4 separate regions of the Sus scrofa genome follow, and all the other regions are linked to region 1. The links are chromatin contacts, called in public Hi-C and HiChIP or PLAC-seq maps. All regions are on one chromosome and are shown on one strand. The core of a region is the stretch at or near the end of the contact, and the rest is flanking DNA. Distances in the headings are between cores, read along the strand shown.

Evidence for each region. Hi-C and Micro-C count contacts between places; a contact is called where the count stands out from the background. HiChIP or PLAC-seq counts read pairs in DNA pulled down with a chosen protein or histone mark.
Region 2: a contact with region 1 is called in an H3K27ac HiChIP or PLAC-seq map of alveolar macrophages. The contact joins the promoter of ZCCHC8 here to the promoter of DENR in region 1. A contact is called at or near these places in 2 of 5 promoter capture datasets (fetal liver and liver), 5 of 47 Hi-C or Micro-C datasets (embryonic fibroblasts, epiblast stem cells, heart right ventricle and 1 more) and 2 of 2 datasets of contacts at active chromatin or transcription factors (alveolar macrophages and skeletal muscle).
Region 3: a contact with region 1 is called in a Hi-C map of fetal skeletal muscle, with 3 times the contacts expected there. The contact joins the promoter of CLIP1 here to the promoter of DENR in region 1. A contact is called at or near these places in 2 of 5 promoter capture datasets (fetal liver and fetal skeletal muscle), 1 of 47 Hi-C or Micro-C datasets (fetal skeletal muscle) and 1 of 2 datasets of contacts at active chromatin or transcription factors (alveolar macrophages).
Region 4: an H3K27ac HiChIP or PLAC-seq map of alveolar macrophages shows a contact between it and region 1. The contact joins the promoter of RSRC2 here to the promoter of DENR in region 1. A contact is called at or near these places in 3 of 5 promoter capture datasets (fetal liver, fetal skeletal muscle and liver), 5 of 47 Hi-C or Micro-C datasets (alveolar macrophages, embryonic fibroblasts, fetal skeletal muscle and 2 more) and 2 of 2 datasets of contacts at active chromatin or transcription factors (alveolar macrophages and skeletal muscle).

The regions. Positions count from the first base shown.
Region 1 is chr14:30,081,152-30,087,971 of Sscrofa11.1, reverse strand. DENR (density-regulated protein) reads left to right here and starts at 2,975. Exons shown (of 8, transcript XM_001928848.6): 1 at 2,975-3,153; 2 at 3,968-4,082. The coding sequence starts at 3,977.
Region 2 is chr14:30,262,712-30,269,356 of Sscrofa11.1, reverse strand. ZCCHC8 (zinc finger CCHC-type containing 8) reads right to left here and starts at 4,834. Exons shown (of 15, transcript NM_001190154.1): 1 at 4,619-4,834; 2 at 3,322-3,364. The coding sequence starts at 4,817.
Region 3 is chr14:30,318,679-30,325,243 of Sscrofa11.1, reverse strand. It overlaps CLIP1 (CAP-Gly domain-containing linker protein 1), which reads right to left and starts at 4,374. Exons shown (of 26, transcript XM_021072961.1): 1 at 4,223-4,374.
Region 4 is chr14:30,237,867-30,245,049 of Sscrofa11.1, reverse strand. RSRC2 (arginine/serine-rich coiled-coil protein 2) reads right to left here and starts at 2,987. Exons shown (of 10, transcript XM_013982805.2): 1 at 2,805-2,987. The coding sequence starts at 2,810. KNTC1 (kinetochore-associated protein 1) reads left to right here and starts at 3,062. Exons shown (of 65, transcript XR_002338925.1): 1 at 3,062-3,303; 2 at 6,468-6,638.

The DNA of each region.
Region 1 (6,820 bases), core at 1,726-4,225:
TTGCAAGCGAGGCTGAGAAGGAAACTATCCTTAGCTGGACACACTGCTGTCTCAAGGGTGAGGAACAGAACTGAAGGCATTGGGTCTACTAAAAAGAACTGGCCGCTTATCTGTATTTTATCACATCTAAGATGCCATTGATTGTAATGATCTTGGAGAGACAGCAGTGAGACAGCTTGAAGTGAGATCTGAATTCTCTGCTCAGGAATTAACCTGGGCAGCCTGGTTGAAAACCAGGAATCCTAGCCACTGGACTAACTAGAGGCTAAAAGTAGAATTGCCCTGATTCTTACCCCCACTGAAAGCAAGAATGTTTCCAGGAGGCAAAGCCCGTAAAAACAGTTATAAAATTTATAGTACAACATGTGGGAGGTGGAGTTCCTGTAGTGGTGCAGCAGAAACGAATCCAACTAGGAACCATGAGGTTGCAGGTTCGATCCCTGGCCTCACTCAGTGGGTTAAGGATCCGGCGTTGCCGTGAGCTGTGGTGTAGGTCACAGACGCAGCTTGGATCTGGCATTGCTGTGGCTGTGGCGTAGGTGGGTGGCAACAGCTCTGATTAGACCCCTAGCCTGGGAACTTCCATATGCTGCAGGTGCATCCCTAAAAAGACAAAAAAAAAAAAAAAAAAAGTGGGAGAGCACGGAGAAGTGGTCTATTTATTTAGCTCCGAGGCAAAGCACCAATACACACCCAAAAGAGAGCAGGTGCAGGCATCCCCCTGAGTGAGGAGTGCCAGAGAGGTGATGTAAATCACTTAAATAAGACACCTCTTCCGGGTCTTTGTTTTCCTTTGGCCAATTGTCTTGTTTTATTTCTCACACCTGACTGGACCCAGGGCCCTCCCCATTATGCACGCGCATCTTTTTGGCCAAGATGGATTCCAGAGCAAAGTATTGTGGGAAGGTTATCTATAGACCTACTGTGGCCTGGCATCTGCTCCTTTTCTGACCCCTAGGAGTCTTTCTGCACATGTGTAATTGGGGAGGTCTCCTGGACCCCAGGAATGATTGAAGTGGTCATCTTATCTTTTTATTCCAGCAGAGCTCAACTCCTACCATGAACTTTCTCTTTGAGGTGTCAAAGAGAAGCAAGGCCCAATTTACTCAGCCTAACAAGTCCCAGCTGTTCTCAGCCCCCGGGGCCCCATCTGCCTGCTACCTCAGTAAGATGCACCATTATTTTATGCATCACTAAGAAAGAAAAATGCTGCCAAATTAATCTATGACACAATGCTAAAACTTCATCCATTGCAGTGCAGCTTGGTATGAGAGATGCAAAAATGTGAAAAAAAAAAAGTATGTCTTAAGATCAGTAATATGCTATTAGCTGTGCGATCTTAAGAATATGTGAATTTAATTCATTCCCACCTTTGAGCTTCAATTTTACCATCTATCCAAAATTAGAGATAATACCTACTATTTGGGTTTTTGTAAGTCTAAGACTGTTAAGTTCAGTGAGAGTACGGACTTTATCTCTTATTCACTGTTTCCCCAGTGCCTAGCACAGTGCCTGGCACATGGTAGGAACTCAGGGAAGTTTGGGGATGAATCCACCTGGACTTCATCTCCAAATGAGCAGGTTCTTGGCACATAGTAGGGGGTGGGTGTCAATAAATGGAAGCTATTATTGTTGGAATCAAACAGGCTCAGGAACCAGATCTTCTTTCATTAATGTCATTTAGAATTGACTCTCTTTTTTGAGAGGGGAGGAAACTCCTCTTTTACTTAAGAAAGATGGGGAGTTCCCTGGTGGCCTAGTGTTAAGGATCCAGTGGTGTCACTGCTATAGCACGAGTGTGGAGTATGATTCCTGGCCAGGAACTTTCCCATACTACGTATGCATAGCCAAAAAAAAAAAAAAAAAAGACAGCAGAGTAGAGGCCACAGTTTCTGGTGCAAATGATTTTGCCAGATGGTTTCATGCAAACATAATTATTTGAGCAGAAAACTAAGGGCAGTAGCGGTGGTGGCAAAGGAGTTTACAGGGAAGGAGGGGAATGAGGCAGATGTGAGTGGAGGATAAAGCAAAATAGAAAAGAACAACTTCCACCATCTACAAAGCACTTTTTTTTTTTTTTTTTTTTTTTTTGGTCTTTTTAGGACCGCACCCCCGGCATATGGAGGTTCCCAGGCTAGGGGTCTAATCCAAGATGCAGCTGCCGGCCTATGCCACAGCCACAACAATGCCAGATCCGAGCCGCCTCTGAACCCACATCACAGCTCACAAAACGCCGGATCCGTAACCCACTGAGCGAGGCCCAGGGATCGAATCCTCAACCTCATGGTTGCTAGTTGAATTCGTTTCCACTGCTCCACGACGGGAATTCCTACAAAGCACTTTTTAATCACCATTTCCCTAACTCTCCTAGCTCTGTGAGTGTTGTAGTGTTACTTCCATTTCACAAACAGGGCTCAGGCTGAAGATGGATATGAAGGGTTTTTCCCAAAATGAAATTAGGTTGGAAGCAAAGCTAAGACACACCGTGTGTGAAAGCTTGACATGGGAGAAATTAATTCCAATTTACAACACATATAAGGAGTGGTAAATACGAGGAAGCTGTGAAAATAGGGTGATGAGATTGTGGGGAGACGAGAAAAATGTAAATAGCACTCATTTTTTCACGATGAATTCTGCCAAGGTAGGGTATGGTGTTGAAATGAAAACAAAGGCCTTTTCCAGCTGCAATCTCCCTGCGGAGGATGACTTAATACAACAGGCTGGAGGTTTAGTCAGGACTCCAGGATGCACCCCAGACCCCTGGGCAACGTTCCCAACCCAGTAATAAAGAGTCATTGCTGACTTAGACGCACGTCTCCGCTTTCGCGTCGCGACCCCTGACGTGCGCGGACCGCCCATCCTGTGCTACGGATAACGAGCACCGCCTGCTGGCCGTCAGCCGCTAGACTGTTTAGCCCCGCCCCCGAGCAAAATGCGCAGGCTCCCTAGTCCTCTCCGCCCCCGCCTTCAGGTTTCTCGCGACAGCCGCCCAGCGGCGGCCTTAATCTCGCGATAAAGGGTTATTGTCTCGCGGGACCGCGGCTGGCAGACGGGCTTTCGGGCGGCTCTGGGCAGGGAAGAGGAGTCGCATGTGTCGCTTCAGCTGGCGGTAGTGGCGGGAGCGGAGGCGGCGGAGGCTGTGCGACCGCCTGGGTAATGACCCCTCGTGCCTCTCCCGTTTCCAAGAAGCTCGTAGAGAGCGTGGGGGAAGCTGAGGTGCTGCCCGGCGGAAGGGGGCTGGGCCGGGCGTCTCCACACCCCCGCCCACATGGGCCCCTTTGGTGTCCCCGGGATTGCCCCTTTACCTCAGGTCGCACCCCCACATCTTGCCGCCCTTATCGCCTCAGTGCTCTTACATCTGCCCCTTCCTGGTACTTCTGCCCGCATTTTCTCTCCTCAGACTCTGGCCTCCCTGCCCCCTCCCACTCCCATCCCCTTTCCTGACTCCTCAGCGTCCCTCCCTTGTCATCTAGCCGACCCTACACCTTGCACTCCGGGTACTTCCGGTGACCCACCCCTTATTCCTAGGTTTTTCCATCTTCTTTCAGATGCTTTGTGGTTTTTCTCTGTTGTTGCAGTTTTCATCCCTTCCAAATCACCCCCAGACGTTTCGCCCCGCCTCTACCGAGGTCACCCTCCCCATCCTTTTCCCCATTGCTTCCTCTTCCACGAGTACCCCCCACTCCCTAGTTGTCATGGTCCATTAGCTATGAATCTCACCTGTACACCTGGAAAAGAATGTGCCCGAATTACTTCTTTAAAAAAATTTTTTATTGAAATACAGTTGACTGGATTACTTATTTTATGAATCCTAGTGCAAATTGTACCTTTAATTCAGCAGAGAATTGAAACAGATTTGAGGGGTAGGGGGATTTCTAGTAGGAGGAGGTGAGGCTACACCTGAACACTATTTCTCTGGGAGTCTTGCTCCAAAAGAGTGAAGTTGTGTTATTTTCCTTGCTTACAGGTTTGTGAAATGGCTGCTGACATTTCTGAATCTGGTGGGCATGATTGCAAAGGAGACCTGAAGAGCAATACCAAGTTAGATGCAGATTACCCACTTCGAGTCCTTTACTGCGGAGGCAAGTGTTGGAAGGCAGCAAATGGCTTTTATTCACTGTATTATGTATTACAATAAGTGGTTTCACATATGGTCGTAGTAATCCTTTTTTCCTGTTTTTGTCATTTGGTGAATATTTAATTGGGAGGTGGGGAGATTGGGGAAAAGGAGGCATGGATTAACAGATTTTCCCAGCCTTGTGACTTCTGTTTTGCTACTTGGCCTGGAGAGGTTTGCAGTCCAATAGAGATGAGCAAATAGATCATTTCAGCTTAATGTTATTTCCTAGTCTAGCTATTAAAGGTGAGCTTCTTGGAAGGTACTGATTCTTAAGGGATGGCAGGGACTGGATGAGGAATTGGGGAAGGGCATCCCAGATGAAGCAAAGAGCTGCCAAGATAAAGCTTGATGCATTTCTGTGGAGAAATAAGCAGCTTTGTCTTAGTGTAGTATAGGGCTGATGTCAATAACAAGTGGAAATTGTTGAGGTTGGAGTGATGGGATGGTCTTGGGGAAGTGGGTTTAATTAGTAAAATATAAATCAAATTTTTTTTCCCCTTTGAGTGTTTTTCCTCATTTTCAAAAGAAATATTTGTGAATTGGAAATACTCTAATTTTACTAGCATCTTGGAAAGGTTCAGAAAAACTTGAAGATACAAGACAGTAAAGTAAAAGGGCAAGTAAATATTACTTTTATTAGTAAGTTTTTTTTTTTTTTGCCACACCCACAGCATATGGAAGTTCCCAGGCCAGGGATTGAATCTGAGCTGCAGCTACCAGCCAGAGCTTTACCCACTGTAGTGGGCTGGGATTGAACCCTCGACGCTTCAAAGACAATGCCTGGAGTTCCCGTCGTGGCGCAGTGGTTAACGAATCTGACTACGAACCATGAGGGTTCAGTCCCTGCCCTTGCTCAGTGGGTTAACGATCCGGCGTTGCCATGAGCTGTGGTGTAGGTTGCAGACGTGGCTCGGATCCCGCGTTGCTGTGGCTCTGGTGTAGGCCGGTGGCTACAGCTCCGATTCGATCCCTAGCCTGGAAACCTCCATATGCCGCAGGAGCAGCCCAAGAAATAGCAAAAAAGACCAAAAAAAAAAAAAAAAAAAAAAGACAATGCCTGATCTTTAACCTGCTGAGCCACAGTGGGTCCTTCAGTAAATATTTTCAACCACTTATTATGTGTCTAGCAATGTTTTAAGTGCTGGGGACTGAATAAGGAATAAGTTAGAAAAGGTCCTTGTTCTCATGGACTTTACATTCTTGTGTGTTTAATAGAGATTTCATCTGGAGTTTAATTACTCTAGAGGAGAGGTGATATCACTGAGTTAAAAAGTTGAATCAACTTATTTACTAAATATCTTTGAAATAAAATTAGTGTAAAATACCTCAAAGAGTAGACAGGGGGACTTTTTGTGGGGTTGATCGAGTTTTACTATGATGCTGGTCTTATATGGTTAAACTGTTTGCCTTTGGAGTCATGGACCAAGGATTGCACCCTTATCTAGGGCGGCATCAGCTGCTCCTGCTTAAATTCTAGCTGTGTGACCTTGGGCAAGTTACCTGATTTCACTTAGGATTAGAGGTCTGTTTCTTATGGTCAAATGAAGGTGATGATTACATCTTAAGTTAGATAATTCCTATAAAGCTAGTTCAGCAACTAACATAAAAATGGGATGCAGTAAGTGCTATTATTAGGAAAGTATACCAGTTTAGTATAATTTATCCATCCTTGTCAGATGTTCTTAAGACCTATTATTCTTTATATCTTAGTTCATCGAATCTAAGTCTCCATATTTTATTTTATTTATTTATTTATTTATCTTTTTGTCCTTTTTAGGGCTGCACCCATGGCATATGGAGATTCCCAGGCTAGGGGTCCAATCGGAGCTGTAGCCACCGGCCTACACCAGAGCCACAGCAACGCGGGATCCGAGCCACGTCTGCAACCTACACCACAGCTCATGGCAAGGCCGAATCCTTAACCCACTGAGCGAGGCTAGGGATCAAACCTGAAACCTCATGGTTCCTAGTCAGATTTGTTTCTGCTGCACCACGACGGGAACTCCTAAGTCTCCATATTTGATTCCTAAATCTCCATATTTTATAAGATGCACCATTATTTTAGGTTCTACTAAGAAAGAAAAAATTGTTAGATTGATATACCATCAGTATGAGATGAATCTCTCTAAAAACAGGAAAAAAAATTAAAATTGATGAATTACAGTATATGAAAGCCATCCTGTTCAGTTGCTTATGTCAGCTAAGATGGATTGAACAGCTGCACTAAATAGCAGTCCATCCCAATGATAATGTGTTGACCAGAGGTCCCTAATCTTTTTAAGAAAGGTTTATTTTTATTTCCCTCCCTAGTTTGTATTGATACTCCAGGCATTAAGATGGAGATGGAGTTACCTTTTCCTCAAGGAATTTAAGGTCTAGTTGTAGGAGAAGCACTTAGGGAATATTAAATTGTGCTGACTATAACTACGAAATAGGATATCAGGAAAAGGAGGGGTCTTTGTTCAGAGGGAAGCTGGGAAGGTGAAGTGAGGGAGTGAGAAGCCTTAGGTAATAAGTAGAATTTGCAAAGAAAGCTGAAGGAATTCTTAAGAATTATACAGTGGTGGAGTTCTCACTTTGGTGCAGCAGAGACAAATCAGACTAGTAACCGTGAGATTGCAGGTTCGATTCTTGACCTCAATCAGTGGTTAAGGATCCGGCGTTGCCGTGAGTTGTGGTTTAGGCTTGGATCTGGTGTTG
Region 2 (6,645 bases), core at 3,585-6,084, 180 kb before region 1:
CTTTATAAATGGGTAAACTCTTTCTGGAGGGCAAAGCACACTGTACTTAACATCTCAAATCCAACATTTTAAAATAGAGATGTAAAAAGTTTACTGTTCCTGTATTTAACTTTCAAATACTGCCACAAAAAAAAAAAAAAAAAAAAAAAAAAAGGAACTAGACTGCAGCCTAGAAATCTGCTAGAAATGCCTTTGGAAATCTGGGAGCAGATGAATTTTGATTTCCCCACACCTGCCTCATGTCTTTTTACCTGTAAGGAACGTGAAACAAATCTGTTACCTGGAATGAATTGCATGAAGTAGGGAGATAAAATTAAAATATGAAGACAGGCATTCCCATTGTGGCTCAGCAGGTTAAGAACCTACATAGTCTACGTGAGGATGAGGTTCCATCCCTAGCCTTGCTACGGTGTAGGTCCCAGGGGCAACTTAGATCCAGCATTACTGTGGCTGTGGTACAGGCCAGCAGCAGCAGCTCAGATTCAACCTCTAGCCTGGGAACTTTCACATATAGTAGGCGTGGCCCTAAAAATAAAAAAATAAAAAAATAAAATATGAAGACATTCAGAAACTTGTTTCAGGAGTTCCCGTCGTGGTGCAGTGGTTAACGAATCCGACTAGGAACCATGAGGTTGTGGGTTCGATCCCTGCCCTTGCTCAGTGGGTTAACGATCTGGCGTTGCCGTGAGCTGTGGTGTAGGTCGCAGATGCGGCTTGGATCCTGTGTTGCTGTGGTTCTGGCGTAGGCTGGCAGCTACAGCTCAGATTACACCCCTAGCCTGGGAACCTCCATATGCCGCGGGAGCGGCCCAAGAAATGTTTCAAATGGCGCGAACTTCAGTTTTAAAAAATACATCATATTTTTCAAAACTACATTCAATTTTATGACCCCTGACTGGAGGCCAGTTTGAGCAATCAGCAATAAAGGCATTCAGGTGGGGAAATCTGAATAAGGCTGGGAATGTTACTACGAAAATCATGCCAGTTATTAGGTGTAATTATAGTGTTGTGATAATACATGAAAGTCTTTTAAAAAAATACATGCTGGGGGTTCCCATTGTGGCTCAGCAGTAACAAACCCAACTAGGATCCTTGAGGACGTGGGTTCGATCTCTGGCCTCGCTCAGTGGGTTAAGGATCTGTCATTGCTGTGAGCAGCAATGTAGGTTACATATGCAGCTCAGATCTGGCATTGCTGTGGCTGTGGCACAGGCTGTCAGCTGTAGCTCTGATTCAACCGCTAGCCTGGTAACTTCTATATGCCACAGGTTCACCCCTCAAAAGACAAAAAACAAAAAAAAAAAACAAAAAACACAACCCCCCCCCAAAAAAAAACAGCTAGAGAGTATCCTGGTGACCCAGTGGATTAAGGATCTGTCATTGTCACTGCTGTGGTACACATTCAACACCTGGCCTGGGCACTTCCACATGCCATGGGAAAGGCCAAAAACACAAAAAACCAATTAAAAAACCCAACAACAACAACAAAGAAAAACATGCTGAAATGTCTGCGGTAAAAAAACGCATATGGGATTAGAAGGAAATAACAAATTATTAACTGTTAAATCTAAGTGATGAAAATATGGGTATTAATTGTAATATACTTTCTACTGTATGTTTGAAATATTTCATAATATAAAGTAAAAACAGGAAAAAAACCCCAAAAAAACAAAGCACAATGTGTACTTCTGATCACGAAGGTTCCAAAAATAAGGGTTAAATCAAGAGACTTGGGGTACAAATATTTTCTAAAAAATCTTTTTTCTTTCTGCATTGGTTTTCCGTAGAATGCTTTGTAGGTCTGACAATATGGAAGGCACTAATTCTGAAGAAAAAATTCCTTTTTCATGATACTAATTATTGCTTCTTATAAACTGGCAAAGGCTGTGATGCTGCTATAATCATTTGAACTCAGGTAATTATAACTTTATAAATATTTAATATTTAAAGCATGTGGTTGTCTAAATAAAATATTTTCACATACATAAAAATTGTAAATTTTTAGAAATCCTAGTTACATTTCATTTACTACCTAATACCAAATGAATGTAGATCCACAAAGTGTGCTCAAATAATGGAATTCCTGTCATGGCTCAGCAGAAACAAATCTGACTAGCATCCATGAGGACGCAGGTTCAACCCCTGGCCTTGTTTAGTGGGTTAAGGATCTGGTGTTGCTGTGGCTGTGGTGTAGGCCGGTGGCTACAGATCTGATTTGACCCCTAGCCTGGGAACTTCCATATGCCTCGGGTGCAGCACTTTAAAAAAAAAAAAGGGGGTGCTCAAATAGAGGAAGGAAGGTATGGCACAGGGAAATTATTCTTTGGACATATTCTAAGATATGCCTAAATTCTAAAAATCTGAAGTTTTAGTTACTAATGTAGCCAGTTACTTCAGCTGGTACCAGGGACAAAAAAGTCCATATGAAACTGCATCATGGCACACTCAAATTCTGAAAGCCTCAAAATACCATTCTATGTAATAAATTTGTACTTTAACAAATGTTTTAGGTTTAGTGAGCTATTAAATTATGTTAAATTTACTCACTGTACTTTTTTCAAAAGCAACTACCTTCTCTTCTAAAATTCTGTATCTTGGAGTCCCGTTATGGCTTAGCGGAAATGAACCCAACTAGTATCCATGAGGATGGGGGTTTAATCCCTGGCCTTACTCAGTGGGTTAAGGATCCAGAGTTGCCACAAGCTCAGTGTAGGTCACAGACACAGCTTGAATCTGGTGTTGATGTGGCTGCGGTGTAGGTCAGCACATGTAGCTCTGATTTGACCTCTAGCGTGGGAACTTCTATATGCTGCAGATATGGCCCTAAGAAAATTAAAAAAAAAAAAAAAAAAAAAAGAATTCTATATCTTGCATTATTTCCACTTATGAACACACTTAAATTGTATGAATAAATCTACACCTAGATTAATACTGTAATCTTAATTCTAACCTCCCAGAAATGTTTGGTGAATAGGAACAGCTGGGTTGATAACCTGTCTGTTCTGAACATTAAGGCAAATATTTCCAGTTTGTGTTTCATAAATATTTTCACCCAATAAGTCAGTTTCAAGTTTCAAGCAGTTATAATTTAAACTTATGATTGTACTATCCTTTCTACTTTGTTTGAAAGCAGTTCAAGTTTTCCCTAATAAATTAAAAATAAAGGATCATTACTCTGATTTCTTCAGCATATATTGAACAAATAAAAATGATACAAAATTTCTAAACCTTCTTTTTACAAAAAAAAAAAAAACTAATTAAATATTAATACCAGGATAAAAAAACAAAGGACAACTAAAGTGCCATTTCAAGATCTCATACCTTGGTCGAGTGAGAATGTTCAATTTTCTTTTAAGTTCCTGATGTTATTCCTTGTTAAGGAGTAAGCCCTCAGTAAATACAAATATGAAGATCATAAACTTCAACTACTAATCTTACTTTTGGTATCAATGTTAGGAAAGTTAAAAGACAAATATTTTGAGGATGACACACTTGCTGACCTGCTTTGTTGCAGGGCTAGGTAACAGGACCTAAAAACTAAAACATCATTTTCATCCTTTTAAACGTGATCTTTCTAAGGCAGGTTCATGCAGTTCAAAAGAGACTAACAGACAACCAAAAACGTTATTCAGACAACGGTGTCCTGTCAGAAGTTAAACAGCCACTCACTAAAGATAATTGTCCAAGTCAGCAGCATCATGATTATTCAAATAAAGTACATGCAGCATAAGACACTGTTAAGGACCTAATAAGCTAGGATGGACTCTGTAAAGATCACTGTAAAATCCTTTCAACTTTCCTGTATTTTGAAATTTCTCATAATAAAATGTTGAGGAAAAAGGCATTATAAAAAATGACCTCTTAAACCTTAAAAGATGATTTACCAACCGCTTTCAGGGATCTTTCCATTAGCAAAACTACCTGAACCAAAGTTATCTGTATGAATAGTAAAACAAAACAAAAACCCTCTAAGAATGTGAAAAAACAGTCACACATCTTGCTAGAAAGGCTGTAAACTAAAGACAAACGGAAACTGATTTGGCGCGTCTTCTCTAAACCTTTGCAATACATCTTCACCACGGAAGCTATTTTAAAGTGGAAGAACTTTAAAATGAATCCTCAATGTTCTTCAAGCAATTAACCATTTTTCTTTCCGCGCTTCGAACCCTTAAGGGCCCCGACTCTACATCCCAGGACCCCTCACTTCTGCCCCACTGGAAAGACAGATCTGCGCCAAAGTCTAAACAGCCGGTATCTCCTAACTATAACACGGCTTCATCAACTTTAGCTGGGCTGCAGAAAATGAAGTCGGGTAGTGATTCCAAAGAGAGGAAGACAAGTGGTGAAGAGCCTACAATTTAACAGTTGAAACTGTCCGAAATAACCCTAAAATCCGGCCCCGGAATTGGGGGGGGGGGGCGGGAGGCGCGAATCAAGTCCAGGAGACGCATCCCACTAAGGGAGAGGTCCCGCGCCGAGGCCTGGGGGACAGTTTACGCAATCTGAACCCTAGATTCTCAGCCTGAGTTCTGGCCCTGGTGGAATTTCCGCCCGCGCTCTTCCCGGCACCGCACCCACCACACGCCCGGGTGACACGGCCCAGCGAGGGGAAGGATATTCTCGGCGCGGAGCTGCTCGACGGTTTCCTCGCACTGCCGAAGCCGTTCCCGGAGCTCCGCGTCGCCGACTCCATTCTCATCCTCCTCGTCGCCGTCGTCTTCCTTGAAGCGGGTGTGAACGGGCTTCGGAATCGACTCCTCGGCGTGGTCAAACGCCTCGAACAGCTCTAGATCGCCAAAATCCACCTCCGCCGCCATTTTGGGCTGTGGGAAAAGACACGAGAAGAGGCGGAGCTGGCCACCCGGCCGGCGGCCAAGGTTGTTGGGCGGCACCGCTCTCCCGGCTCCGGCCGATCTAAGCCACCCAGTAGGGTTTCCTCCTAAACGTAGGCCGCCGGAGCTGCACAAGGGGCGGGCCAGTCCTGTGAGACTACAACTCCCAGAATGCAACGGCGTTTCCTCAGACCCACCTCTGAGATTGCTCCGAAGCATGGCATGCTGGGACATGTGGTTTCTAAGCGACTGTTAACTCATTGTTTGCACTGCATACTGGGATTGGTCCTTTTAAAACGTGAAGAAAGCCCAACTAGATCAAAATGTTACGAGTTGTCCCTGTTATGTATCTAAGGCTGAAAAAAATCAGAGCACGATGCATGGTTTATCACATGTTGTGGTTGCGTGCCAAACTAGAGAATAAGGAACTCCAGCTTTGCCATAGGATACATTTGTAATCTTGGAGAAGCTACTTCAGTTGGTTGGTTTTTTTTTTTTTTTTTTTTTTTTTTTTTCCATGAAGCTCAAGCTTTAGGTTACTTTAGCTTTGTCTGTTGTGGCTTTTGGTGGTTTCTCCTTCAATCACCCATTCATTCAGTAACATTTATTTACCACATTCAGTGTGCCAGGTACTGTTCTAGGAGCTGAGAATGCAAGAGTGAGCAAAATAGGGAGTTCCTCTTGTGGCTCAACAGTAACGAACCCGACTAGCATCCATGAGAATGAGAATGAAAGGTTTGGTCCCTGGCCTTGCTCAGTGGATTAAAGATCCGGCATTTCTGTGGCTGTGGTATAGGCGGCTACAGCCCCAATTCAACTCCTAACCTGGGAATTTCATATGCTGTTAAGTGTGGCCCTAAAAAGAAAAAAAAAAAAAAAAAAAAAAAGGAAAAAAATTCCGTATGAAAAGGCAGAGTGGAGCAAGAGGAGGCCCGGGGTGGAACGTTAATTAGGCCAGTACTCAGAGACCATATTAGGCATATTCATTCTTCCCATCCCCAAATTGGTAAGCATTTTAAACAGGTGGTGTGTCTGTGAGCTACAAATTTACATTTTGATAGGATGGTCCTGATTGCATGGTAGGAAAAGAATTGGTGGCAGTCTAGGAGACAGATGGAATAGATTTTTGTAATAAAATCAACAAATGTTAGATTAGGTAGTGGCAAGTGGTGGAGAGTTGGTATTTAATAGAGGATATTTGAAAAATAAAGAACAGAGATAACTCAAGGGTTATGGGGAAGGAGAGGAAAGGGTTGTGAATTATTTGCCAGGATCTGACTTAACAAACTTGAATAAATGATTACTAGAGATAGAGAACAACATATGTTGACCAGGTTTGGAAGCCAAGAGTGAGTTCAATTTTGACTATGATGTACCTTGAGATAATTTTATCCTAAAACAGATGAGTAACTTGAATAGTGGAAGAAATTTTTGAAGCACTGTTTTACTGGTAAATTGAAGGTAAAATTTTAGGCCCTAGTAAAGGTGTATATTAGGCAGCTAGATATTCGAGTAAGCTCCCCCCCCCAAAGTATGATCTCAAGGTTAGTAAATACAACTGTTATCTAGAGAATGAGACTGTATAATGAAGAGTGGAAAGTCTAGGACTTTCTATAGGACTGGAATTGAGAAGGGTAAGACTACAGAAATTGATGAATGGCCAGTGGGAGAACTGAGTCCCAGAGAAATTATATTTAAGTACATACTTAAATCAACTTTTCACCTGTGAAACTCTTAACTTGGAATGATATATAACAAATTAATTTCTGCTATCTTCTGCCAGCCTACTTCTTACATGGTATTTAAGTTTTCT
Region 3 (6,565 bases), core at 3,125-5,624, 240 kb before region 1:
TCTGCCAACTCCCCCCCCCGAACACACACACACACACACACACACACACACACACACACACACACACACACAAAAGGCTTCGTATGTTCCCTGATTTGAAATCTGAACAGGTCACTCTTGAAATTCTTGCAGAGTGCCATCAGTCAATATGTTTTCCTTTAAAAGTGCATTGTAACTCAAATATTGATTTAAAGCATATGGATTCCTTGAGTTCCATCTACATGGGAAATATACATGTAATCCTAAAAATATATAGGATTCCAATAACAACTACATACACACACATATATAGGGGATGCTACCTTAGTTTAAAGCCTCCCTAAACAGTCCTCTAAAAAATTCATATTCAGAGTAATTCTGACATTGCCTTCCAATTAAGATTGAAGGGACTTAAATAAAGGTTTATATTAAACACAGATTTTGAGCCATGAAACTTTTAAGACTAAAATGGAAGGCTCTGCTGCTAGGAAAAAGCTATATACGAAAATGTCAGTTACAAGGCCTCCCAGGGTTGAGCAAAAATCCTGCATCCAACAGCAAGTCTGAACATCAAGTACAGGTCTGGCCTTTCTGCCATCCACTTACTTAAGGTTTCATTGCCAACATATTCTGTGCACTGCTTAAAATAATGTATATGGGGGTTCAATTTCTAGCTCTGTATTCACTGGCTGGGTAGCCTTTTAGGCAAGTTAGTGAAATTCTTTACTCCTGAATTCCATCTTTAACTTTTTCCTCATCAAAACCACTAATAACATGGCACAAAATTATTCTGTTTCTTTCACTATTTTTAAATACTTTAATACACATTTTAAGGACTACCATCTATATGGCCTTAAATTGTCTGCCCCTCCCAAGCTCCCACTTCAGGACCTTCGTACTTGCTGTGCCCTCTTCCTACTATGCCCTTCCCTCTGGGATCTACATTTCCTCACTTCCCCTAGATCTCTATTTAAAAGTCATTTTCTCAGCAAAGCCTCCTTTTACCACTCTATCTAACATTTCCATTTCCCTAACTCTTGTCCCCCAAACACTTCATATTTCTCCTTCATTGATTTATGTATTTTTTCTTACTATGTCTCACTTTCCAACACACAATAAATTTTATTAATATGGTTATGGTTTGCCTCCCCTGCATGAAGAAGGGGAGTTCCACATGAACAGGGATTTCTGTTTTATTTACTGCTGTAGCACCAGCTCCCAGAACAGCATCGGGCACACAGTAGTTGCTCAATGAATATTTGTTGAAAAATTACCAAATGAGACCTAAGTACTGCCCACATATAGGTACACCAGAGCTCCACAAGCTCCCTTTGGGAAGACTATCACCACTTCAAAAATAAAGAAAAAGAGAACTAGTGGCTTGCAATGATTAGGAAACAACATTGTCCATTCTGTATATCTGAGAAAAACACACTCGACATCCCACCTCATTTTTATGAGGAAAAAAGGAAAGAAGCTAATAATTAGGATAAAGTGGAAAAGTAACAATTTATATGAGATGAAAAGTCTCACTTTAGTTAACAATGCACAAAGTTTTAATGCTAACAAATATTAAGCCATCTTCCTGTGACTTGACTACATTACCTTCAGTTGTTTTTCTTTAGCTTTAACTTCTATAAAAACCAGTCCTGAAACTTAGGGACCTATTTTCAATTAACTAAATAATGAATATTCACTGAGCACATGGGACTGCAGAATTCTGCAGGGGGTGCTACAAAGTGAAATACAAGGTCTTTGAGATATAGATACAGATATAGACAGATATCGATATACACACATAAACATATACACATACTGGAGTTCCCGTCATGGCTCAGTGGTTAACAATCCCAGCTATGATTCATGAGGATGCGGGTTCAGTCCATGGCCTCGCTCAGTGGGTTAAGGATCCGGCATTGCCGTGGATGGGGGTGGAGGTCGAAGACCCGGCTCGGATCCTGAGTTGCTGTGGCTGTCAGGTAGGCCAGCAGCTGCATGGCCGATCCAACCCCTAGCCTGGGAACTTCCATATGCCTCTGGTGCGGCCCTAAAAAGCAAAAAAACAAAATAAAATAAAAATATACATATACACATACATGTACACAAACATATACATTATTGATTATGTGTGCACACACACATACACACATATACATATACGTACACACACATACACACTAGGAAGAACAGAAATACATCTGCACAAAATTAAGAACAGGCTGCCAATATGTGACAAAAATCAAAAGTGCCTATCTTTGTACAGAGTATAAGAGGTCCAATTTATCTCTTACACACCATGCATTGGGATTAGAATCCCAACAGAGATAGCACTTAAAAGGCAAGAAAACTAGACTTAAGTTCACATGCTTTTATGGGTCACATGAGATACAAGAGGCTTAATATCAGACACTAGATGAAAAAAATTTAAGGTAAATAAGAGCACCAAATTCTAAACTCTTGAAGAACAGAAACCAGATCCGCTCATGCCATATTCAAACTCAAGTAGGAGCTTAAGCAATTGTTGAGAAAAACAGGGAAGAGCACCATCTTTATCTTTAGAATACCTTCGAAGGGTCCATCCAGTTTGTTTTTTTACCTTTTGAACTAGGCCTAGCAGAAGCCTAAGCTGTACTTCACTTTCTCTGAACCTTAAAAACCCAGGACAAGCCCTTGGCCAAGCAAACACCCACTGTCTTTGCTTTAATAAGGGCCAGCCTTGCTCCTTGTCAGACAGCCACCACACTAATTCAATAACAAAGCACCTGGAGTCAGAATACCTGAGCTCAAATCCTGACACCACCACTTATCAGCTGTGTGGCCCTGGGCAGGGCAAGGTCCTTGACCTTTCTATGCCTCCTCTGTAAAATGGGGATAATGATAGCACAGTCACAGGTTAGATTAATTAATAAGATAAGACACACGAAACACTAGCCCAGGGCCTGACCACCAGAAACCCTCAATAAAGGTTAACATTTCCAGAGAAAAATGCACCAAAGCTGAGGAGCAACATACCTGAGCACTCTTGTCAAAGGTTATCATTAAACCCAAAGGTCTAATACATTTGGTCTCTAGGCTGTGCATACTATAGGTAGTAGCAGTTTTTAAAAAATAAAAAATAAAAATAACACCAACCAGAACCACAACCATAAGAGCAACAGCAGTAACACTAATACAAAGCTCTTATTGGCCAGGCAGGGTCCTAACCTAGAACAGAAAGAAGTCAAGGCTGCCGAACCAAAAAAAAAAAAAAGATGCAGCATTTTTTCCACCCTCCTTTTAAAATACAGTAATTGGCGCCCAGGTTTTGCTAAAAACAGGTATCGAAACATTGCAGACTGAACGTGTAATTTCTTCAAAGCAAAGAGGTGGGGCTGTGACGGGAGGGGGGGGTGGGGCGCGGTTCCTGCCAGATGGAAAAGCCACATGAAGTGGAGAAAGATGAGTTCAGGATTTCTCCCCAGATCAAAATCAGATATTTGAAGCACAGGACCGCCAAAGGAGGGGAAGCAGTGGTGTCTGCTTTTAAAATAACCTCTGAACAAGTGTCATCTGCCTTCAGAGCCAATCCCCTGCCGAGGCAGAAGGTTCGGGTTACGGGGCAGCGGGGTTATTTCAGAAATCCCTATCACCTCTCATCATCTACCTTCTCCAACAATCAGTCCCACTCGGGGGGGCTGTGTGTGGGGGACAAAAGCCACGGCCGGCCAGGCCCCAGGCCAGTTGGGTCAGCTCGCCGCCGAGGCCACGGCCAGGGTGCCCTCCATTCCGGTTCGCGGGCACCGCTGCCAAGGGCCCGGGCAATGCTCAGGTGGCCGCCGGGGCAACAGGTCCCGCCGGGCCTCGGCCCCTCCAGGGGGTCCACCCCCCCAGGGCCGAGGGGAGCAGAGAGGGACGCCAGGGAGGGAGCGGCGCCTGGGGCGGCGCAGGGGCAAGGAGTCCAAGCTCCATCTTGAGGCGGGCGGAGGAAGGGAAGGCCGGGCTCGGCGCTGACAGGGCCGGCGACTTTTCCGGCTCCGGGGGAGCACCCCAGAGACCCCTGGCCTCCAGGGCCATCCCCCTGGGGCTCCCCGGAACCCCTCGAGGGGGGGCGGTGCGCGGGACTCGGTCCCCCTCTCGGACGCCGGGCCGGCCCCCGACCCCAAGCCGGGAGGGCAGGAGAGGGCCCGGCGGGGCGGGAGGGGAAAGGTGAGGAGGGGACGGGGAAGGGGAGAGGGCCCGCGCCGCGCCCGCTCGCCCCGCTCACCGCTCGCCGCCGCCTCGGTAGCCGCCAGTCGCCGCCACCTGCCCCACTGCAGCAGCAGCAGCCGCGCGGCCGCCGCCTCCCGCCTCCCGGCTCGTCGGCTCCGGGCGGGGGAGAGCGTGACGCGCCGCCGCGGGGCCGGGCGGGCGCGCGCCGCCTGGAGAAGACGCCGCGGCGGCTCCACCCCGCGCGCTCCGCCGCCGCGCCCACTCCGGTCGGCCCAGCGCCTCGGACCCCGCCGCCAGCTCCGCGTCCGAGCCCCCAGCCGCTGCCTCTTTGTCTGCACCCGGGCCGCCGCTCTGGAGAAACGAACCTCAGACCCCCGGCGCGCCCGCCATCCAGCTCTCAGATCCCAGAGAGGACCGGGATGGGGAAGAAGGTGCGAGGAAACCCGAGAGGCCTGGACCAAGGGGCTTCTCATCATCTCGGTTAGTTCCCCATTTTCTGAACGTGTTCCCAGAATTTGCAAGTCACACCCGAGAGCTCCATTGAGACTTGATCGCACAGCCTGTTAATTTGCAGCTGATTTTTTTCTTTTTTCTTTTCCTTTTTTGCCAGATCCAGGGTGAGAAATCCTTTGAAATAAGCTCGGAGGAGCTGCCCACAGCTGGTTAACTTTAGGGAGCGTCCTCTCTGCCCTCCTCGCCCTCCAAGTAAGACCCAGGGTGAGCAACCTCTGGGGAAAGCACTGCAGCAAATGAAGCTTGAGAAGGACCATCTCCTCCCTCCCCTTCCCTCCAGGGAAAGACCGAGAGTTTAAAAATCCCTTGAAACAAACCCAACACTTGCTCCGTCAGTTTGAGAAAAGCCTTTTATTCGCCTCAGCCGCTTGGAGGGAAGCCCTGGTTAACGTCCTGTCCTCCCACCTCCCCACAGGGATCTCCTTTAAAAGCTTTTGAAAGGGACTGGAGGGGAGGCAGCAACAGCCTGCTCCGGGCCGGTGCAGCGGAGGGCGGCCAGCATTTCACTCCCATGGACCATGGCAACCCCAGAAGCTTTGCAGCTCCTGGAAGGAATTTGCAGCTGTGGGTGAAGCCCAGTATTTTACAACGACTTAGTAGTGGATAGGGGGCCCAGGGCTTCCCCATCCTCTCTGGTGGAAGGGAATAATCAGGAGGGTGACCCCCTTGCTGACCTTTATTCAAAGCACTGGTGCTGCTTGGACCAACAGGCATGCACAGAGCAGGGGGAGGGAACTGCAATGAAAATGCATGGAGTTCTGAACAAACAAGTAAATGTATCTGCTGGCACCTCCCCTGGATTCAGGCTTAAGTCACAAAAATCCTGTTTCCTAACTCAACATCACCTTAGTTTGCAAGTTGCAAGGTCAAAGTGTGGTGGCACCCCTGGTATCCAGTATGGATATTCCTAATCTGAAAGTCATACCTCACCCTCTCATCTGAATACTTTTCAGCACTAATGCACAACCTATATAATCATAGATGCGGTAGAAAAAGGCAGAGACTACTGTTGAGTGGGATGCAAATAAACACTTCTGTTTTCCTCTTATCTCCTCTTATTCTTTTTTTTTTTGGTCTGTTTAGGGCTGCCCTCTTGGCATATGGAAGTTCCCAGGCTAGGGGTTGAATCAGAGCTGTAGCTGCCAGCCTGCACCACAGCCACAGCAACGCAGGATCCAAGCCGCATCTTTGACCTGCACCACAGCTCACTGCAACTCCAGATTCCCAAACCCACTGAGCGAAGCCAGGGATTGAACCCGAGTCCTCATGGATGCTTGTCGGGTTCATTAACCACTGACCACGATGGGAACTCCTCCTCTAATCATTCTACTGAGCCTATCTTTATTTCTAAATGTTGTTCATCATGGAATTTTTGGCATTAATTTCAGTGTTTAAAATATCGCATTGGAGTTCCTGTCGTGGCTCAGTGGTTAACGAATCCAACTAGGAACCATGAGGTTGTAGGTTCGATCCCTGGCCTCCCTCAGTGGGTTAAGGATCCAGCGTTGCCATGAGCTGTGGTGTAGGTTGCAGATGCCTCTGGTGTAGGCCGTTGGCTACAGCTCCCATTAGACCCCTGGCCTGGGAACCTCCATATGCCTAGGGAGCGGCCCAAGAAATAGCAAAAAGACAAAAAACAAACAAACAAACAAACAAAATCTCATTAAAATAATATTTTCCTTGAATACTGAGTTTTTAAAGCCCCCTTAAATTTTGTGACCAAGGCCTAGTTCCAGCCCTACTACCAGGGCATTGACTGTGCTCATTCCCATGGTGTGGCTGGTGTTAGGACTAAAGAAGTTGGTCAGTTCTATTTCAAATTAAGCATTCTGTTTTTAGATGGAGCCACTGAGCTTTTTTAAATACATGTCCTCTGTAAAAGTAT
Region 4 (7,183 bases), core at 1,738-4,237, 160 kb before region 1:
CTGATTGGATAAATAGTGAATCACTACACATTTTCAGTAGGAGGAATACTGAACTTCTTCCCTTGAATAGTCCAGAAAACACCAAGTTATCTAAATGAGTATTTTAACAAATGAAGTATGAAAGGTGTTATCTATCCATCCAATAACTATCTTCTGAGGGTCAAAAATGCACCCAATGAGGCAAGACTTCAAAAATAACAAATAAGGGAGGATTAACAACTTAGTTAAAATGAAAGACAAAGTATGTGCTGAGCCTCCAACAATGTTACCAAAAAACAGGTAAGATACAGGAGGAAGCAACTAACTATAGTGGAGGCTCATTCAAGCATACATGCTTCTCTGGTTTTCGGATGTATGGGTGATTTGTGGAATCGTAAAATTTTTGTGCTGAAAGGCTCTCATTCCTTAGACTCAAACTCAACTTTCTGATTTTACAGATGAGATCCAGCAACATTAGCTGACTCACTTAAGATGGTACTTTCTTTGCTGTCTACTACTGTTGTGTGTGCGCGCGCACATTTTTTAGGGCCGCTCCCGCAGCATATGGAAGTTTCCAGGTCGACCCAGAACTACAGCTGCAGGCCTAGGCCAGAGCCACGGCAACGCAGGATCTGAGCCGTGCCTGGAACCTACACCACAGTCACAGCGACCGTCGGTTCCTTAACCCACTGAGCAAGGCCAGGGATCGAACCCATATCCTCATGGATACTAGTCAGAATCTGAACCACGAAGGGAACCGCTCGCTTTCTACTATTAATACACGATACTGTATCACACAACTAAAGATGACTTTGATTTTCAAAACTAACATTGGTCATTTTTCTTTCATTCTTGTTCTCACCACTATTCTTAAGGACTACAAAGACTATGTGTTGGTAAAGTTACACTTAGCAAAAGAGTAGCAAAAACGTTATGCACTGTTATCATCTCTGGGCAGGCCACTTTTCTGCCCAACAGATGCAGCTTTCCTGAATCACCAGCATATCTCCATTCACTTTTACAGACATCATGACTAGAGTCAAAAACCTTCCCATGGAAATGTCAGCGACTAGCCCAGTCAGTTAAGTTTTCAGTTAATACTTTAACTACATGCTTAACATCACAGAAGCCCCGAAATAGGGAAGTCAAATACTCTTGACTTAGGAGAAAGCACTCTGCAATAACTTACACTAAACATTTTCATCTGTTAAGAAATACTATAGGAAAACAAAAACCACTATATCACTAAAAAGACATGAATAAGTGGCCACTTAGCCCAAGCAAGACTTTTATTACTTATGGTAGCATATCAAAAAGTATCCAGGTAAAATCGATTAAGTATGAAAACTTCTTTGAAAATGCCTAAGATTTCAACTGAGGAAGGACCTACAAGCAAATCTTAAAGGCTAAATGCAAAAATGCTCTCCATTCCAGCATGTGCTCTATTAGAAAAACACCATGTTTTTAAAAAAATTACGTCTTCTTTAAAACCCTGATAACACTCAAGACATAGCATAGGAATCTCTTTCCAGTGCAAAGAAGGTACACTGGATTTAATAGTAGGCCACTTCTCCAGGGGATTTTTTTTTACTGAAGGAGGCACTGCAGAAACAAATGTTTGAACTGTTTTTAAAAAATATTTGAGCCCAAATAAAATAATACTATTCTTTAAAGTAGATTAAGAGGCCCCAAACACGATTTAAACAAAGAAAAACACCCCATCGACTAGCTGCACAAATAGCCTGCCAAGCGATTTCAAACTAGTTCTAAATCGGTTAATAAAAAAAGGGGTTCTAAATCAAATCAACTGGGCATGGGAGGAGGGAGGATCTTCCATGATTTCTAAATTCCAGGTACTCCAGTGATTAGGATGAGCTACAAGGTTTTACTTATGCTTCATTTCCAAAAACAAGAAAATACAACTTTTTAGTCAATGGAAAAAGAATACAAAATTCTCGCATTTTTCTTTTAACAGGATAAGTAAAAGGAAGTAATCACACAATAATGTGATCTATCAGGACTGGACATCTTATACCCAAAGAAGGTTTATTTTTCGAAAGTGGTGATTTAAGAACCGTACTCTCCATTTAAAATTAAATGGGCCAATGAAGAACTCTTAAGTTTAAAGTAACAACGTCAGCGACAGGGCTGGATTATGTTTCTCAGACTTCAAAATGACTGCATCGAAAGCCACTTCGGAAACAGAGCATCAATCAGAATTCGTAGTGCCAAAATCTTCTCTTAATTAAATCGAATTTTTACTCCCTTCCAGAAACACGTTATCTAGCTGCTAAGGAATAAACTAAAGTACACAGATGGAACACTAACGGAAATTATGCAACTGGAATCGCCTCCTAGCACTCAGGCAAAAAAGGAAAAAACTAAAAACAAAAACGCTACAAGACCGCTCGCCCCCCACGTTTCTATCCCTTACAGGCACCGCCTTTATGACCCAACACTTTTCACGGACGACTCCAGGTCCCACCGCGAACATATAAATGCCTAAGCCCTAACAAAATTCAATATAAATCACTAGACTAAGCTAAACTGCAGTCAGTTCGGTGGGCCAAAAAGAACACACAGCTGGGAAAGAGATGAGGAAAGTTCTGGAAAAAAAAGACACTCCCTGCGGCTCCCCACCCCCAACGACACCGCCTCACTTCCCCCTCCCTAAAGGAGGCAGCCATGATGGCGGGCGCAGAAGAAGGCCGCGGCGCCATTTTGTCCACACACAAGCTCGGACAACAGCTCTGGGAGCCCTTCATCCCTTCTTCGGACAGTAGCAGAGAAACATCCCTGACTTTAAACTCAGATTCGGCACCTACCGCCATAGTCCACAGTCCTGGCCGCTGGAGCGGCGCCTCCACTTGCCGCTTTCCACAGTACCGGCCGCCTAGACGATTCGCCACAGACTGAATCGCTCGAACGAGAGACCCGGATGGCACAAACGGGCTAAGGCCCGGCGCGTCGCACAGCCTGCTGGGAGGAAAAGGGGTGGTGATGAGTTTCTGTAGCAACGCTGTTCAACGGTGATTGGTTGTTCTTTTGAAGGGGGCGTGTAAGGCCAGGGATGGGGCGGGGCCAAGAACACACCCTAGAATGCAGTTTCCTGGTTCTCGGAACCGGTGGAATTTAGGGTGGGGCGACTTCCTATTTCGATTCTTAAGCAATCTTGGCCTCCGCTGGCTGCCGTAAAAGGGGTTGGGCTTGGTGATCTCCCGCCAATTTAAACCTGTGGGATGGGCCCTGACGCGTCTAGGAGCCGCTGTGGGTGTCCGAAGAGGGGCTGTAAACTTGACTGTTCTTTAGTTTCTTCAATTGCGGGTGAGGAGGGGGAACCGCGCTGTTGTAGCTTGCGGGGGGTGGGCTTATGTTGAAGTAGCAGAGGCCTCAGCTCAGTCCGGGGTGTTTTCCCCACTAGACGCTGGCGGGAGAGAGATTGGGTTCTTGCTGGCCCCGGTGTCCAGCTGAGAGCATTTACGGCCTGAAGGCCTTGCTGAAACTGTTTTTGCCTAATTCGTTCATCTTTTCACCCGGCAGCCAGTGTAATCTCAAATCGTTAATAAAATCACGTTCCTGGTCATCTTTCCCTCCCTAGCACTGAGGATTTAACCCAGTCTTGAGATTGGGGATTCACTTAGCTCCACCTATCTAGTTCCCGCACTTTTCCATTCTTGCTCAGGCCTGGCAGCCGCCCCAAACTCAGTCCATCCTCTGAGCCTTTGCACCGGGCCTGCATCTTTGTTCCCCCTGAGCTTTGCATAGTTGACTTCTTGGTATTAGGGTCTCTGCCCACATGTCTACAGTTGCCAAACAGGTCCTTCTTAGGCGTTCCTCCCCCCCTTCTTTTGTACACTCTTTGTAATTATGCAGTATAATAGTTAACAGCTGGTGTGAATTTGAGTCTACAAATTCGCAGATGAGTATAGCTACATCATCAATTCGCTTTAGGTGACCTTGGCCATTTACTTAGTCCCTGACTCATGTTTCTCAGCTGTAAAGTGGGTTGTTGTGTAGATTAAAAGAGTGATTCATTCACTCTTCATTGCCTACTCAATACCGCAGTATATTTTATTTTTGTATGTCCTTCCTGTGAGAATATAAATTTCATACTGTATTCTCAGCTCCTAGAACAGTGACTGGTATGTATTAGGCATTCAATAAACAGTTGTTGAAAGAGTTGAGTGTGACAGACCTGGGAGGCTGACACTATTTAACTATTTTTACAGAGATAGGACACTGAGACCCATGAAAATTTTCACTCCAACCTTTCCTTCCCATCTCCTCCCAACTACCACCCAAACATAGCCATTAAAGCTCTTGTTTATTCTAATATGCGTTGTTTCTGTACTCCTGTTTACACTTCTATTAAGAACTCTTTTCTTGGGCGTTCCCATTGTGCTCAGTGGGTTAAGCACCCAACTAGTGTCAGTGAGGATGCTGGTTCAGTCTCTGGCCTCACTTAGTGGGTTAAGGATCTGGCGTTGCTGTGAGCTGTGGTGTAGGTCACAGAAAAGGCTCAGATCCTGCGTTGCTGTGGCTGTGGTGTAGGTTGGCAGCTGTAGCTCCAATTCAACCCCTAGCCTAGGAACTAGGGAGAACAGAATGCCCAGATCCTTGAGGGAGACTAGGAGGGACACTTGGGGGCACAGCCGGGGGGGGGGGGGGGGGGTGGGGGCGGGGCAAGGAGATCCAGAGACACCTGATGAGAGTTTCAAGGATGATATTTAAGGGAGAATAACATGCAAGGGAGCAGCCCAACAAAGGGGCTGGGAGACCCAGAGAAGGCTTGCTTGTTGACTGTCTCCTTCCTCATCAGACTCAATTCCATGAAGATAGGGCTTGTTGTCTGTTTGTTCCCTGTTGTATCCCAAGGGAAGTAGCTGGCAGAGCTTCTGGGATGTGGTAGACATTCAATAAACGCTGCTGATGGAATGAGTGGGTTGTCACGGTGCTGGGGAATGAGTGACAAGTGGCAGAGGTGCAGTTGGCTGAATCTCTTGAGAATGTGGGGATGGAGATGGGGGGTGCAAAGCAAGGGGCCCAGACTCCTAAGGGGGTGGCCAGAGGAATCAGAAAACACCAGAGTAGCATCTCACTGGGAGGTGGGAGGGAAGGAAGAGTAGTGGAGGCCACTGACCCCACAGAAATGAATCTGGGGAGGCCTAGGCATCTGGGGACAGGGAAGAGACTTGGAGAGTGTTGGGAAGGAGAAAGTGGAAAACCCAATGCCAGCTGCCAGTGGCGGGGGCACCAGGAGAAGCAGTGATTGTCTGTCCATCCATCCATCCATCTATCCATCTACCCATTCATCCCAGCTGTCCATCCCTTCCTCCATTCCTCACTCATTTATCCATTCATCCTCCAATCATCCATCCACCCGTCCCTTTACCCACTTAGACCACCAGAGAACTCTCCCTCTTTTCCTATATTTAAAAAAGCTCCTGGAGTTCCCGTCGTGGCGTAGTGGTTAACGAATCCGACTGGGAACCATGGGGTTGCGGGTTTGGTCCCTGCCCTTGCTCAGTGGGTTAACGATCTGGCATTGCCGTGAGCTGTGGTGTAGGTTGCAGACACGGCTCGGATCCCGAGTTGCTGTGGCTCTGGCGTAGGCCGGTGGCTACAGTTCCGATTCGACCCCTAGCCTGGGAACCTCCATATGCTGCGAGAGCGGCCCAAGAAATGGTAAAAAGACAAAAAAAAAAAAAAAAAAAAGATTACAAATAACTCTTTGGTCATTTCAGACCTGATCCTGTTTTTTTAAGTTCATCTGGAACCTTAGTGTCCTGAGTTATCCCAGACAGTCTGACTTAAGAGCCTTTATTATTTAATGCTATACTGATGAAAGGATTATTTCACGGAGTTCCTGTTGTAGCACAGTGGGAACAAATCTATTAACCGTGAGGACGAGGGTTCCATCCCTGGCCTTGCTCAGTGGGTTAAGGATCTGATGCTGCTGTGAGCTGTGGTGTAGGTCACAGACGTGGCTCGGATCTGGGATTGTGGCTGTGGCTGTGGCTGGCAGCTATAACTCCGATTCAACCCCTAGCCTGAGAACTTCCATATGCCGTGGGTGCAGCCCTAAAAAAAAAAGGGGGGTTTACTTCAAATGAAAAGTTGCTATAGTTTCAACTAGACAACCAAAATACCAGAAGCTCTAGGACACAATGGTAAGATCAGAGTTGTTTGCTTGTGTAGGTAAACCAATATGTTCTTCTCTAGTAACAGTCATAGTTCTAGTCCCATTTATCCTACTGATCAAAAATGAAAATGTCTAGTGACCACAGACATAACAAGAACATAGAGAAATTTTTATATATATATGCTTTTATATATATGTCTTTATGTGTGTATGTATATGTGTATATATATATATATATATATATATATATATATATATGTCTTTTTGGATAAAACCTTTTCATTTTCCAAGGAACTGGATTCTATGCAACAGTATAATTATACTCTAATTTTACATATTGTCACAGGGAAGGCAGTGGTTCCTGATTCAGGAAAACAGTCTCAGCAACATGTGGAGTGATATTGAGCTACTAACAAGCGATGACACAGGAAGTGGGTACCTAAGTGTTGGTTCAAGGAAAGAACATGGAACTGCTTTATATCAAGTAGATTTACTAGCAAAGATCTCCTCTGAAAAGGTAATGGTTATGATGTGGGCCTTTTTCATTCATAAAATTTTTACTGAGTGCTTTGTAAGAGGCCACAAGGTAGATGTTTTATAAATGTATATAGCCCTTTCTTAGGGAATCCGGGTTCTCTATCAGATTATTACTGGAAATTTCCATCTGAATTCCCATGGCATCATCTTAAAGTCAGTATTTTCAAAACTGAACTTTTCATAGCTCCTCTTGACATTTTGGACATACAGGTATGTATAAAATGATGCAAAGAGGAGTTCCTGTTGTGGTGCAGCTAGGAATCATGAGGTTGTGGGTTTGCTCCCTGGCCTTGCTCAGCGGGTTAAAGATCCAGCATTGCCATGAGCTGTGGTGTAGGTTGCAGATGCGGCTCCTGTCTGCTGTGGCTACGGCTGTGGCTGGTAGCTGTAGCTCCCATTAGACCCCTAGCCTGGGAACCTTATGCCGAAGGTATGGCCCTAAAAAGCAAGCAAGCAAACAAACAAAGCAAAGAATGTCCACCACCAGCTTAGGAAATAAAACATTAGCAATAGAATTGAAGCAAG